2 separate regions of the Mus musculus genome follow, and region 2 is linked to region 1. Evidence: chromatin contacts called from public HiChIP or PLAC-seq data. All regions are on one chromosome and are shown on one strand. The core of a region is the stretch at or near the end of the contact, and the rest is flanking DNA. Distances in the headings are between cores, read along the strand shown.

Region 1 (2,700 bases), core at 27-2,526:
TACGTCATCAGTGTTTACTGTCATACATATAATGTAGGTAGTGAGACAGCCCCTCTTGCCTCTCATTTCCACAAAGGCTGAGCAAATTTGGAGAAATTTAGCACGTAAGGAACCTAAGCAAGCAGACTGTCCCCAGGTGCAGGGATTGTAACCAGCACTGTGCAGGCAGAGTTAGAAATCCTGGGGAGGACAGACCAGAGCTCCTTAGGAAACAGGAAAATGTAAACGCTACATGCTATTCTCACACCGTGTGCATCCATCCAGACACCTTCAAAGTACTGAGTTGACTTTTGTCTGATTTTGTTTTGTTTTTAAATGGAGGCTCAGTCTCAGCTCAGACCTTCCGTAAACTCTCAGCAAGCTGTCTCCCTTGGCCTGTTGAGGATCTAGGTGTGAGCCAACAGCCTAGGAAAGATGTGCCTTAAATAAACACTTGAACTATGGCGGGTAGATCTTGTTTAACAAATTTTAAGAAGTCATTGTAATGGATTCCTCTTAGTTATGCATCAGACAGTGTATAGCAGTTTAACACACTGGTATGGGGTATCCTTGGGAGCGTGACGCTGCCTGAGACCTGGGGTGTTCTTACAGGTTCCTGCAGTGTGCACCTGGGAGCCAAGCATGTCTGTGAGCTTCAGGCTCTTCCTCCTTCTCTGTCCTCTCTCCCTGAGCAGCAGGGCCCCTTTATACTTCCCCCAGCTTCTCATTGCCTGGCACAACTTAGGACTCTAAATGCTGCCTTTGCACTAGTTCTGTTTACTGATAGTAACCAGTCTGTTCTATCAAGGCCTTTCCTTGCTGAGGGTAAGTAGACACAGTGTAACCTTGAATACTTTTGTTCAGATTTTGGCTTTGGGGTTTTTGTATGTTTTTAGAGTCAAGGCCTTGTGTTCTTCTAGCTGGCACGAAACTCATAGTAATAGACCAGGCTGGCCTTAGAGCACAGCAGACTTGTTGCCTCTGCCGCCAGTGTGCTGGAATTACAGGAAAGTTGGGGGTTGGTTTGGTTTGGGTTTTGAGATGGTCTTACAATGTAGCCCAGGCTAGCCTCTAAATGTAGGTATTTTTAAACAAGTATAAAAGACAAAGGCAGGAGGATCAGATGTCCTGAGCTATATAGTAATGCCCCCTGGGGGGGGGGACAGAAAAATAAATACTGTTAAGATAAGTTAGTAAATGACCATGAGGACTTCAGGCTGTCATATGCCAGCTTTCCATTTCACACCCTCCCACACTGTACACTGTACCCGAGCATCCTAATTCCTGCGTGTCCTGTAGGTGGCAGTACATGTATAAAAAAATATCAGTTCATGTGCGATTTGAGGATGGTCAGTGGTTGGGTTCCTTAGGGAGTAAGGTTCATTTGAAATACTCTCTCGGTTAATTTCCCTGGATCCTCTAGATATATTAAACACAAAGCTTCTTACTAAATCAAATTTCCACTCCAGTCTCTTCAGCCATGATCTGACCTCCTGCCTAGTTGTAATAAAGACCATGGCAATATGCAACTATGGAGAAAAGGGTTTATTTGACTTACATATCACAGTCCACTGAGAGAAGCCAAGACAGGAACCTGGAGGCAGGAACTGAAGCAGAAACCATTGAGTAATGCTGCCTAATGGTTTATTCTGCATGGCCTGTTCAGTTTGCTTTCCTGCGCACCCAGGACCACACACCCAGGGTGGTACTGCCCACAGTGGTACTGTCCAGGGTGGTACTGTCCAGGGTGGTACTGCCCAGGGTGGTACTGCCCTTGGTGGTACTGTCCAGGGTGGTACTGTCCACGGTGGTACTGCCCACGGTGGTACTGCCCACGGTGGTACTGCCCACGGTGGTACTGCCCACGGTGGTACTGTCCAGGGTGGTACTGCCCATGGTGGTACTGTCCAGGGTGGTACTGCCCATGGTGGTACTGTCCAGGGTGGTACTGCCCACGGTGGTCTGGGCCCTCCCACGTCAGTCATCAATTAGGAAGAGGCTTCACTGGCTTGCCAGTCTAATAAAGGCCTTTCCTCCATTGAGGTCCCCTCATCTCAGATGACTGTAGCTTGTGTCAAGTTGACAAAAACAAACCAACACCCCTCCCAAACCCTCTTTCCCCCCAGAAATCACATTACATGCTCATTTTCTCTTTGGAATGCAATAACTGAAACAAATCCTATGTAAAGTTGTTGTTCTATTTTTCTCATGGAGATTGACTCTCTGAGGACATCATTAATTGTGATGTAGACAGGGTAACCAGTGTCGTAGGTCTCAGATAACTCTATAGTTGTGGGGCCAATCAGGTAAACACTGACATGTAGGAAGGGGCTCATTAGAAGTGTGAGCAGCTTGTTTGGCTTGTCTGCTTACTGTGGATTTGTTTGTTTGTTTATGGGGATGGAGCATGCCACAACACGTATGTAGCCAGAAGTCAACTCATAGAAACCAGTTTTGTCTTTCCACCACGTGAGTCCTGGGTCTCAAACCCAGATCATCAGACTTGGATGGAAACACCTTTAGCTTCTGAGCCATCACATTGGCCCCTGTTATATTTCTTTGAGAAAGGCCCAGACTATCCCATATTCTACTGTATAGCCAGGTAGCCTTAAATTCCTGGGTAATCTTCCTGCCTCAGCCTCTGTGCCTCACTGATAATCTGTTCTGTTCTCTTTAAACATTTGGGGTTTTGCTGTAGGGTTCATTCACTAAATATTGAGT
Region 2 (2,718 bases), core at 121-2,620, 110 kb after region 1:
TTACACTCTGTTTTTTTGTTTGTTTTTTATTTTAGTTTTTGGGGAGAAAAGGTCACAAGTAGCTACACTCCTCTTTTGTTCTTACTAAGCCTTTGAAGCCCAGCACATATGATAGCCTACTTTATTTCAGACTGTTCACATTTCAAGGAGTGGGCTGGGGATGTAGCTGTGTGGTTGAGCAGTTGCCTAGCAGCAAGGCCCTGGGAAGGGAGAGAGAGAGAGATAGTAATCTAAGCGGTGGGCACCAGGGTTTTGTTGTTGCTGTTTTTCCGAGCTGGACTCACTGTGTAGCCAACGACTGCCTGGAATTCCGGGCGCAGGCCGGCCTACGAGCTTGCTGTGCTCTTTAGCCTGCAGCTGGTCCTGCTACACAGATCTGCAGTTCCAGCTCTGAGCCTCCCTCCTCTATTCGTTTCCCCTCCCCTCCATCCTTCCTGTCGCTCCTATTTCATGTCTTATTTTTTGATTCCTTAGGAATTGAGACAGACGTTCACCTGCCAACACTCTTCAGCTTCCCACAGATGTGTCTGAGGAAACCCAAGGTGAGCTGTCTGTCTCCACAGAGCGCAAGGGGAGGGCTTGACAGGCCCTTTCTCCTTTGTTGGCAGCATTCCTGGCAGTTGCCAAGACTTGCCAGGTTTTCACAGCAGTTTCACTTTGCCCTGGACGTAGGCTAGTGGCCAATAGGCTCTTCTTCCTTCAAGAGTCGCTGGGCATGAAGTTAATTTGATACCCAAAGTAGGAGGTCTCACAGGATTATTCACGGAAGAGGCTGCGTGTCTCTGAGTGTCCTGGAAAACTGCTTCAGCGGAAGAAAGCCTCAAGAGGAAGGCTCTGAGATGAAAGGGACAGTTAGTTTTCAGACCCAAATTTACCAGAAGTCATTTCTTCTTTATTTGCATTTCCTCTCCTTATCAAACAAAGTAACACACCCACATATGTCCAAACACACACCTGCGCATGCATTCGCAATCGAGAGAACACACACACACACACACACACACACACACACACACACACACACACACACACATGCACGCACTCGTCACACGGTGGTTTGTGCAGTTGCTATGAGCTCAGTTGCTATGATCTGTGGGGCTGGGCACGCCAGGCTTCCCGGACTGACGACAACGGGAGGCACTGGGAATTTCTCAAATGTTCACAAGAATGTGGAGAAGGAGCTCTGAGTAATCGCGATTGCGATTCTTTGAATTTCTTGTGGGAAAATGTCATGTCAATTTCCTTTTAGAGACAGCAGTCTTTGAAAGCAGTTTTGCCTGAAGAGCTTTTGTTTTATTTGTTTTGGTGTAAAAGCTCAGCTGTGGGAGGCCCCACCAAGGAGAAGTCATGCAGCTGGAGTGGCAGGGGCCACCTGTCCTGGAAACACAGCAAACTTGAGTTCTGAGTACGATCTGCTTGGCTGTGCAGTCTGGCCATTGGTATGATCAGCCTAATTAAACTGCTTATGTCTTTATTGCCCTTGTGCCTCAGAGACCCAACCTTTGGTGTCCACCCCCTTCTTCTGAGTATCTAGATGGCAGAACCTGAAAGGTGATCTATATGCCACCAGGGTAGGCCAAGGACCGTTCTTTACCCAATCCTAGCTGTCATGCCATCTGCTTTCCTGGGAGCGTCTCAGGTGCCACATGCTCTCTGACTTTCAGTTTCCATCTGCCAGGCTGACCATTATGAGCTGTGGTTTACACAGAAGGTAAAGAAAGAAAAAGGAAAATAGTAAAAACGCCACACCAACCACGCCAAACAGAGCCCGAGGGGCTTTCTCCCACTCTCTGTGGTCCGTGCAAGCTGTGACGGGCAGCAGGTCCGCCAGCCACAGTGCCCCGCCCAACGGAGCACCCAAAGCAGGAAGAGTGGGGAGGTGGAGATGCTGTAGCCACGGTGCCTGCAGTAGCCTCCACCCACTCTTTCAGAGCAGCTTGACCACGGACAGGCTGACCGAGTACAGCTTGACCGAGGTCCACGGGTGGCTGCTCACCCATCCTACCCAGCACGCCCGGCCCTGCTGGCTTCTCCTGGGTTTTTGGCATCTGCCATTACACATTTTTTTTTTTTAAAGGAGCACAATAATACTAAAACAATAATAGAAAGACTCTTTTCAGGGCCTCAACAAACACCAGAAATTTATTATTCTAGAAAAGATCTAGATACAGGGGATTGCTCTTTTCTCTTGGAAGGAGGCGGATGGACCCACATCCATGAGACATAGATCTCTTTGCCCTCCCCTGGGAACCAGACCCCTCCTGGCAGCCATTCTAGACCCATTCCCTCCCCAGGAAGGAAGAATGCATGGAACAGTGTAAGCTCTTGGGATCTAACCCCTTGCCAATTCTTTTTCTCTGTTGTTCATTCAGTCATCAAATCCATTGTTAAAACTCCCAGGGCTGGGGAGAGAGAGCCGGCTGCGCTTGACAGCAGGAAAGGCCCATCTCCTGCACAGGTCGCTTTCTTCTCATGTTGAAGGAGGCAGAGAGCCCTCCTTTAAAAAGCGCCTACAGAGCAGTTTCACCCTTTGTGAAAGAGCTTTGGCAAGCCGTGGGTTGAGTCACAGCCATGGTGACACACAGCACATGACTTCAAATTGCCCAGAAGTATGAATGGCTCCTGGCCTGTGCCTCCCCACCCTGAGGGGCTCAGAGTGAGCAGCTGCATCAGTTCAGAATGAGCAAACCACAGATTCCCATTGCTTGCTGAAGGCAT

The links. HiChIP or PLAC-seq counts read pairs in DNA pulled down with a chosen protein or histone mark.
Region 2: a contact with region 1 is called in an H3K4me3 HiChIP or PLAC-seq map of the SCID.adh cell line, with 17 read pairs. The contact joins two enhancer-like sites. A contact is called at or near these places in 1 of 15 datasets of contacts at CTCF or cohesin (the NIH/3T3 cell line), 1 of 484 Hi-C or Micro-C datasets (liver) and 9 of 115 datasets of contacts at active chromatin or transcription factors (the 230-238 cell line, the SCID.adh cell line, bone marrow-derived macrophages and 5 more).

What each region holds. Positions count from the first base shown.
Region 1 is chr12:55,353,840-55,356,539 of GRCm38.p6, forward strand. The region is part of intron 4 of Prorp (protein only RNase P catalytic subunit); the gene reads left to right. Among named protein-coding and RNA genes, the nearest start is that of Psma6, 44 kb to the right of the region's middle. Within about 2 kb of position 1,277, at least 28 of the 459 cell types and tissues checked have an H3K27ac peak or open chromatin away from gene starts, as enhancers often do. A contact at or near this core is called in the SCID.adh cell line and double positive thymocytes, where this site is marked.
Region 2 is chr12:55,463,896-55,466,613 of GRCm38.p6, forward strand. No RefSeq gene overlaps it. Among named protein-coding and RNA genes, the nearest start is that of Nfkbia, 27 kb to the right of the region's middle. Within about 2 kb of position 1,371, at least 320 of the 459 cell types and tissues checked have an H3K27ac peak or open chromatin away from gene starts, as enhancers often do. A contact at or near this core is called in the SCID.adh cell line and double positive thymocytes, where this site is marked.